Regions from separate parts of the Mus musculus genome. Here all the other regions are linked to region 2. Evidence: chromatin contacts called from public Hi-C and HiChIP or PLAC-seq data. All regions are on one chromosome and are shown on one strand. The core of a region is the stretch at or near the end of the contact, and the rest is flanking DNA. Distances in the headings are between cores, read along the strand shown. Region 1 overlaps Abcc5 (ATP-binding cassette, sub-family C (CFTR/MRP), member 5). Region 2 overlaps Yeats2 (YEATS domain containing 2). Region 3 overlaps Klhl6 (kelch-like 6).

Evidence for each region. Hi-C and Micro-C count contacts between places; a contact is called where the count stands out from the background. HiChIP or PLAC-seq counts read pairs in DNA pulled down with a chosen protein or histone mark.
Region 1: a contact with region 2 is called in an HNF4G HiChIP or PLAC-seq map of pancreatic cancer cells. The contact joins two enhancer-like sites. A contact is called at or near these places in 2 of 39 promoter capture datasets (both in embryonic stem cells), 2 of 484 Hi-C or Micro-C datasets (both in nephron progenitors), 6 of 115 datasets of contacts at active chromatin or transcription factors (the 230-238 cell line, the SCID.adh cell line, bone marrow-derived macrophages and 2 more) and 2 of 9 other capture datasets (adipose tissue and liver).
Region 3: a Hi-C map of the HPC-7 cell line shows a contact between it and region 2, with 2.1 times the contacts expected there. The contact joins two enhancer-like sites. A contact is called at or near these places in 1 of 39 promoter capture datasets (pre-B cells), 1 of 484 Hi-C or Micro-C datasets (the HPC-7 cell line), 1 of 115 datasets of contacts at active chromatin or transcription factors (CD8 T cells) and 3 of 9 other capture datasets (adipose tissue, liver and pancreatic islet).

Annotation. Positions count from the first base shown.
Region 1 is chr16:20,412,672-20,415,592 of GRCm38.p6, reverse strand. The region is part of intron 2 of Abcc5 (ATP-binding cassette, sub-family C (CFTR/MRP), member 5); the gene reads left to right. Among named protein-coding and RNA genes, the nearest start is that of Abcc5, 12 kb to the left of the region's middle. Within about 2 kb of position 1,347, at least 70 of the 459 cell types and tissues checked have an H3K27ac peak or open chromatin away from gene starts, as enhancers often do. A contact at or near this core is called in pancreatic cancer cells, where this site is marked.
Region 2 is chr16:20,191,035-20,193,734 of GRCm38.p6, reverse strand. It overlaps Yeats2 (YEATS domain containing 2), which reads right to left. Exons shown (of 31, transcript NM_001145930.1): 14 at 469-576; 15 at 1-91. Among named protein-coding and RNA genes, the nearest start is that of Gm41431, 44 kb to the left of the region's middle. Within about 2 kb of position 1,439, at least 52 of the 459 cell types and tissues checked have an H3K27ac peak or open chromatin away from gene starts, as enhancers often do. A contact at or near this core is called in the HPC-7 cell line and pancreatic cancer cells, where this site is marked.
Region 3 is chr16:19,972,250-19,974,954 of GRCm38.p6, reverse strand. All of the region lies in intron 1 of Klhl6 (kelch-like 6), which reads left to right. Among named protein-coding and RNA genes, the nearest start is that of Klhl6, 9.4 kb to the left of the region's middle. Within about 2 kb of position 1,289, at least 71 of the 459 cell types and tissues checked have an H3K27ac peak or open chromatin away from gene starts, as enhancers often do. A contact at or near this core is called in the HPC-7 cell line, where this site is marked.

The DNA.
Region 1 (2,921 bases), core at 98-2,597, 220 kb before region 2:
GTGTGAAGCACATACGATTATATCAGAAACAGAAATCACCTCTCCCCACCTCTGCAATCATTTCCTGCAATACTTTGTATGACATTACACTTTTAGAGGATTTGACCCTGAAAGCTTTTACAGCTAAAAGGCATGTGATTTTGTTTTAGCTCTTATGTTCTCAGAGTGGAGAACAGTGCCCGGTGAGTCAGCCTGGTTTAGGGAGGAGGGCAGGACAGCAGCTAGTATTTCATATCTCTGCATAAGTGTTTCTGCAGCAACTCAGTGCATCTTCTGGATGCCTCTGCCCCCAGTCCCTTTCCCCCATGTAAGCATCTATCAGCTCTGTGAGGCCCTGGAGTTTCTTAGGCTTGGTGGTATGAAAAGGTAGCTGGCCTCCAGTCAGATGCCAGTCTCAGTGCTGGCCACAGCCCCAGGAGAGATGGCCGTCGTGCTGTTGCTGGTGAGAGCTGCTTGTGTCTACAGCAACAGCTCACTGATTCCCACCTGAAAAGAAAATTGTTAGATGGGGCTTGGGGTAGTTCTTTCTTTTTGTGTGTGTGACGGTCTCATTATGTAGCCCTAGGCGGTGTGGAACTTACTGTGTAGACCAGGCTAGCCTCAAACTCAGATGTGTCTGCTGCCTCTGCCTCTGATGTGCTGGGAACGAAAGGTGTGCGAGCCATGACACTAGCATAGCTTACTGTTTTTAAGGTAGTTCTAAGCACTAGTGTCTATTAAAGTAGTTGGGAGATGACAAATGGCCAGTGAAACTCTTAGTAAAGCTTGGCTCTGTGGCATAGTAAAGACCTGCTGTCCTTCATGCCTTGTGTCTGATCACAAATTAAAGGGCCAGTGCTAAGGAGAGACATCCTCTCTACAAGTCCTTGCAATGACTGAACCTGTGTGTTTCAAACACGGTGACGTGAGGTTCTTCTGGTACACTGAAGCCCGATAGTAGAGTTAAACTTGTCTAGTTCTTCCTTCCTTCCCTTTTAAAGGAAGGAGTTAGCTGTTTAGGTGTTATGTATGCTTTTCCTTATTCAAGACTCTTCTTCTGGCTGGGCCTGGGCCTCTCTAATTCTCATGCTTGGGTGTGGTTGAGGTGGAAGGATAATCCCAAATTTAAGGCCAGCCTGGGCTGTATAGTAAAAACATGTTTCCAAATAGCAGATTATTTTCTTCTGCATCTGTCGTTCAAAGAACTTGTGGAAAAACACGATTGACAAAGTCCATTCATGAACGCCTGAAGCAAGACTGGTTTACAAATGAGTGTCCCTCACAGGGAACCAAGTGTAGGCCAGGCTGTCCTGTGGCCTCACCTCCCCGTGGGTGTGGCACAGTAGAACTTATCAGCAGATCTGATAGGGTACTGTGATCTGCTGATTGTCCCAGTGTGGTATTTCTGGAGTGAGGTGACTCAGAGCAGAGCTATTGGGTTCTCTGAAACATTAATTTCCCCTGCCTATTGTTTTAGCCTAGTGTGTGGGGCCATCAGAAGAACAGTGGGACAGCCAGCCAAAATCAACAGGATTGACTATGCATGGCACCTATCTTTAAGATGCCTTTGTTTCTGGAGCAAACATTGTGAAAACGATTTATGTGCTATGCTGTGTCACAGAAATACTTACATTTGGTTTTGAGAGGTAGGTACACATTCTAAGTACCTATAAAAGCTGAAGTCATGTGACTTTGAAGAAGTCCCTGAAGCAGGGCCTGGGTGTGTGTGGGAAGCTCCATTGGTAAAGTGCTTGATTTGTAGGTGTGAGGTCCTGAGTGTGAGTCCTAGAACCCACGTAAAAGCAGGTACAGCAGCAGTGAGGGAGACAGGCGGGAGAATCCTTGGGGCTGATTGTATAGCCTGGTCCCAGTGAGAGACCCTAGCTCAAAAACGAAAATCGATGGGTCCCGAGAACTGACACCCGGGCTGACCTTGGCATGAGGAAAGTTCTATTTTTGTGTTTTTGTTTTCCAAAGCTAAAAACTGAAAATCTTAAAGGCATTTTCACCAACATTTACAAGTTTTAGTATCTAAATCAGTAATTTAAAAGTCAGACTGTGTATTAAAGTCATATGTAGAGTATTAAAAAGAAATAGGGCCCTATTCTAGATACAAAAGTCTCTGCAATGGAATCAAGTTATTGGTGGAGGTTTAGTTTCCTGGTGTGGCTACACTGGGCCTCCTGAGATCTCATGGAATAAAGGCAGGTCTTACTCCTTAAGCAGGGCTTCTCAACCTGTGGGTCACGAGCCCCTTGGGGGTCATATGAGTCCTTTTCAGTCCTTTTCCCTCACCCAATATCAGATCAGGCTCCCCCCCTCCCCTGCCTGTCCACTTTCTCTCTCATATCCCTCCCTCCCTCTCACTTGAGATAGCTTTCTTCTCTCTCGAAAGTGGGACTGAGGCATCCTCGCTTGGGCTTCAGCTTGTTGACCTGTATGAGTTCTGTGGTATTCTGTGCTATGTTTTTTTTGTTTGTTTTAATTTTATTTTTTGGCTGATATCTACTTATTAGTGAGTACATACTATGCATGTCCTTTTGGGTCTGAGTTACTTCACTCCGGATGATATTTTCTAGTTCCATCCATTTGCCTACAAAACTCAGCACGTCCTTGTTCTTAATAGCTGAGTAGTGCTCCACTGTGTAAATGAACCACATCCTCTGTATCCACTCTTCTGTCGTGGGACATCTGTTTTGTTTTGTTTTTCCAGCTTCTGGCTATCGCAAATAAGGCTGTTATGAACATAGTGGAACACGTGCCCCTGTGGCATGGTGGAGGAACTATATTAAAGGGTTGCAGCATTAGGAAGGCTGAGAACCACTGCCTCAAGCATTGAGCTCCAAGTATTTCCTCATCCCGTGATTCGTTTTCAGCTTAATCATTTGAAACTTAATCATGGTATTGACAAATTTAATCTCAGACCTCCCCCACCGATTGTA
Region 2 (2,700 bases), core at 190-2,689:
TCACGGTCACATACTGAGGGAATGCTGACTGGCTCGCAGCTCCTGTTGTGGACACATGAGGAGCTTCTCCAGGTTCCTGTTTGATGATCACCTTGCAACACACAATGACACTGAATAAGTATCCCATGGGGAGGAGGAGGAAGGACCTACTATGAAACTGTGAATCTAGTCTCTGCAGTGTTAATCAAGTTTGGATACACAGAACGGCTCCATGAAAAAGGTAAAATAATGCTTTAAGAGATACGAGTCCTTAGGCAAATTGTATCTCACTTGATCCCTGCTCTGTCACTTGTCATAGAGACGGGGTAGGAAGGCAGCAAAGAGAGACAAAATAGGCCGTGACCTCTGAACTCCCGTGTCCCTGGAGTCCTAGGACATGGACAGCATTAAATAAGTGGGAGCACATCTCAGAGCTAAGGCCTATTAAAGAGTGGGAAGGCCACAGGTAAGGCTATGACACACACTCACCTTTGTGAAAGCCCCAAGTCCTCCAGTCACAGCTTTGGGGCTCTGCACTTTAGGGTGACTACCAATTGGGCAAAGAGGTGGCATAGATGCGAATAAAGACTCCTCCTGCTGTATGTAAAAACATTACTATATATTATATAACAGGCCCAAACGGATGCTTTCAGATACTCTAGCCACTTAGTACACTTAATACAGTAATATTATCTACTTAATACAAACCTACCACAGCCAGCAACACACACACACACACGACAAAACAAAAACCCACAATGCTAGAGATCTTCTAAGCTTCTATACATTTACTGTAATTTCCTTTTTAAAAGCAAATAAAAAATGAGGTATGCAATTCCATCTGAGCACCAGTAGTAACTCACTGCACAGGAGGCTGACAAAGGAGGACTGTTAGTTCAAGTCTAGCCTGGACTAAACACTGAAACCCTGCCTGAAAAATCAGGAAATCAGCTCAGCAAAAGGCTACTCACCTGTGTCCTGATGGATGTTACAGTCCTATAAGACAGGGTGTCAGGTAGACCAGGTTGGTTTCACTATCTAGCTAAAGAAAACCTTGAACTTCTGATGCTCCTGCCTCTACTTCTCGAGTGCTGGGATTACATGCTTACAACCTCACACTTGTTTTTATGTGGCATTGGGGACGGAACCCAAAGCTCTGTGCATGTAGGAGAAGCACTCTACCAGTGTTGTGTAGCAGTTTCTTGGAGACTGACATGCTCTATCTCCCAGGGAAGTTCCTTAAGGCAAAGGTAAACGTCTCAAAATAGCTGAGCAGATTCACGAGGGCCCCCCTCTCAGAGTAAGCAAGAAAGACAAGGCAAGCTGCAGGAAAGGCCCTGAGATCAGACCAGCAAGGAGGAGAAAAACCAGCAAGGCTGCCTGACTAACATAGTCACTAGGAAAGGATACTCTAACCTACTCCAGGTTTCCTTGCTTCTGTGAGTCAGCACCCTTCCTGGGCTGGGCCTTGGTGAAGCAGCTGTTTTTGAGTCATTTCTGCCCCTGTAAGTAACCCCTCACCCATACTCATGTAAGTAACCTCAATAAAAAACTCATTGGTTTACCACAGTGGACTTTGATCTGTTGTTGGTTCCCTATCTGGAGTGAATAGATATGAGCACTGCATCTCCCTAGGAAGTCTTTTCACACAACACCAACTGATCTTTATGTCCATTCCTAATATTTGATTCTTTATGTATGTCTGATCTTTTGCCAGATGGTAGAGGACAGGGGTTGTATTTGGCTTTATATTCCTAAAGCACAGGCACTAAGTAAGTTATTCTAACAAATAATGGTGATGTTTTAGAGTGTGTGTTTTTTTTCTTTTATACTCTCAACTTGTCTTGAAAAATTCACTCAGTATCTGGAATACAGATAAATGTAAAATGAGTTTCACATTTGGAAAATAAATTTTCCAAAGGAATAAAAAGGATAAGAAAACAATGCTCTAGGCCAAGGTAACCCTGTATCTCAGGAGGGGGAGACAGGACGGTCCCAAGCTCCAGCCTAGACTACAGTGAAAGCTTACCACAAAACAAGCAAACCATCAAAGGAAGGAAGTGGGAATAGAAAATGGAAAGCAACAGCAGAGTGAGATAAAAACCACTGACCTTTGTCTCCACCTCAAAAGACAAAAGCAGATCTCAGAGATAATGTGCCAAAATTGAACTTTAAGGAAAATAATTAAAGTTAAGACTACTACTTGCCTACGAAATGAAATGTCATCAACAAATACTAAAAAATAAATGGTAGAGGTAAGACTTTCAAGGGAGTTACTCCAAGAAAACCTCATTCTGATCAGAAAACCATCTGTGATCCCTGTCAACTAAGTTAGAGGAATGTTAACTGCTGGGGTGGGTACTCACTAAAGCAGATTTGCATCTCAGGGCCACTCAGACAGCAGTCTGCATCTGAAAGGCTTTCAAGTAAGATAACCATCTTGAGAAAACAGGAGCCAAACAGGGAAGTGCTTTGGCCAAATACTGAGCAGACTGTCTTGAGTATGTGAAGAAGTCGGATGCTGTATGGATAGGTGATATTCTGAACTACTCTCTATTTGAAGAGGTTAAGAATTACTTTTTTTTTTTTTTTTTTTTTTAAAGATTTATTTATTTATTATATGTAAGTACATTGTAGCTGTCTTCAGACACTCCAGAAGAGGGAGTCAGATCTCCTTACGGATGGTTGTGAGCCACCATGTGGTTGCTGGGATTTGAACTC
Region 3 (2,705 bases), core at 40-2,539, 220 kb after region 2:
AGGGTTGGAATGTGGTGGTAGACGACAAGCACCAATGCTCACCTAGTCTAATTAAGTGCCACTCTAAGCAGACCTCATGGAAGTGGTCTGGGAGGCAAATGGTATTTGGTTAGGGCAGTGGCTCTCAACCTTCCTTATGCTGCGACTCTTTAATACTGTTCCTTATGTTGTGGTGACCCAACCATAGCATATTTTCATTGCTTTTCCATAACTGTGATTTAACTACTGTTATAAGCTGTAATGTAAATAGCTGTGTTTTTTGATGGTTTTAGGTGACCCCTGTCAAAGGGGTCATGACTCACAGGTTGAGAAACATTGGGTTAAGGGCAGGCAGGCTACGTTTCCAGTGGAGGGTGTGAGATAAACTGAAAGGCAAATTGAGTCAAGCAATAACCACCATGTGCATAACATAGAAGCGCAGGTAGGAGAGCAGAGTTAGCATCAGCACCTTGGAGGTCTGATTCTAAGAACCAAGTTCTCATCACACTATTACATGTATCTGTGCAAGATCATGCTGTAGTTCACTGTTGTTTACACTGTTGTTATAATAGAGTGTAGGTCAGAGTGTGGAGTGGAATAGTTTAATCTTCTTAAACTGTCCATGTGGGTGTCTTCTCATGTCTCTGTCCATCTGACAATTATTAAAAAGTGCTTGCCATGGCATTTAAAAAAGACTAAAGTGTACTTACTCATTTATGTTTTAAAAGTCTAGGTATATTGGTTTTAGGTACAGATGGATCCTTGTGTTCAAGTTAATCTCTTTCTATGTGTTTCTGTCTCTTTGTGTCTCCTTTCCCCTCCTCTTGCCTCTGTTAGAGAGGAGGAGGTCACAGATATCTTTGTATTTTCATTTCTACCAGCTCAACAATTTCAATGGGAAACAAATTTCTTATAGTAGTAGATCCAGAGAAGTTTCTGAAACTGGCTTTGCTTGGATCCACTTTGTTCTGCACTCAGCCCTAACTAATCACTAAGGCTTGGGAGATGTATTATATGGACTTGGACTATGGTCACCACTGGCCCAAGAACTGAGACATTCAAGACTATGTAGGGGGAGGGGTGGGTCACAGTAGGAAACCTGATGCTCCTACTAAACAGAATAAGAATGATAGTGAGCAAGAAAACAAGAATGGCCATCAGATCTGTGTCTGGATCATCACCGGAGTCTGTATAGAGTATTTGTTATGTTCTATTGGGTCTGATCTTGTAAGACAGAACAGGCCTTCCTGTCATAAATTTGGATGATAAGAATCCTATGGCTTGCTGAGTCACCAGTATTGCCCTAGTGGGGTTTTGAGGGTTCTGGTTGCACAATAAGCAAGCCAACTTCTGCTTCCCCAAAGCCATATGTAGTGACTTTGAGGAGTGGTCAACTTGAACCAGAAGGTTGGCAAACAGAAGTTCTTTTAAGATCTGATACTATTTAAAGTCAGTGAAGGGAATGCTCAGCTTTAAGCTCCTTTGTCACTTTAGTTCAAATGCTTGTTCAATGGCTAGAAGTGTTAAATAACCTGACTTTAAACTCAAGAGAGAAATGTGGGATGCTGTCTATCAGATATGTATCTGGAGTTGAAAGAAAGATGTCTATGAACTTTCAAATGCTACTCTGAAGATACATGTTAGGTGTTTTTTTTTTTCTATAACAAATATCTGAGGCTGTGAACTTTAATAATAATAATAAGGGGTTATATAGTTCTGGTGGTGCAAAGGCATAGATAGTGATAGCATTTTGGCCTGGCTCTGGCCTTGACAGTCAGTTAATAGGTTATAAGCTGGGAGTATGTCAGGGAGCAAGGTCCCATGGTGAGACAAGAAACCAGACAGCTGTGGGGGTAGGGCCAGTCTTCCTCTTTCAAATAACTCTTTTTGGACAACTGAGCAGTGTCCCATGAGAACCACATTGGTTCTTAGGATGATTATGTCCTAACAGACTAGCTGCCTTGGTACTTGGTTTTTGAAAGGTTCCAGCACATGTACACTGCTGCATTGAGGACCATGCTTAGAACACACAAACCCTTGGGGAATAAAACCACAGCAGAAGTTGCTCTTCCAAATGTGAGTGAATTTGCATGCATACAACAGACAAGAACACATCTCATGTTATTATTAATAAAGCTTTTATATCAGGCTGTTAATGGAAACTCTGAGCTCCAGTGAACTGTGCTACCTGAGTACAGGCTGCAGTACCTTTTCTCAGTCTGTTAGCTAGAGACATAAGAGGCCAAGGCAAGGCCTGGTAGCATGAGCTTTTCAGGCTGAGAAGATGAGGAGGTTGCTTGTCCCTCTTTCCTTTGTGAAGAATCCCTAGGCCTGATGGGATCCTGGGAGTGCTGGATCTCAAAAGATGTAAGAGAACCTCTACAACAAAAACAAACATGAATTTCCAGGTGAATATTTGTCCTAGCCCTAGCCAGTTATTTTCTTAACTTTGATCTCTATTATATCTTCTTGTTAGGTGGGAGCCCAAAGGGGTCTGTGCTAGGGGACCCCCCACCGCAGGTTCTCTTTTGGTAGCTGTGCTCATTTGAGTGGGAATATCCCTATGGGCTCACATACTTGAATGTCTGATCTCCACTTGGTGGAACTATTTGAGAAGAATTAGGAGGTGTGGCCTTGTTGGAGAACTTATGTTGCTGGGTGGGTTTTGAGGTATGAAAAGCCTATGCCACTCCCACTGAGTTTTCTCTCTTTGTTTCATGCTTGTG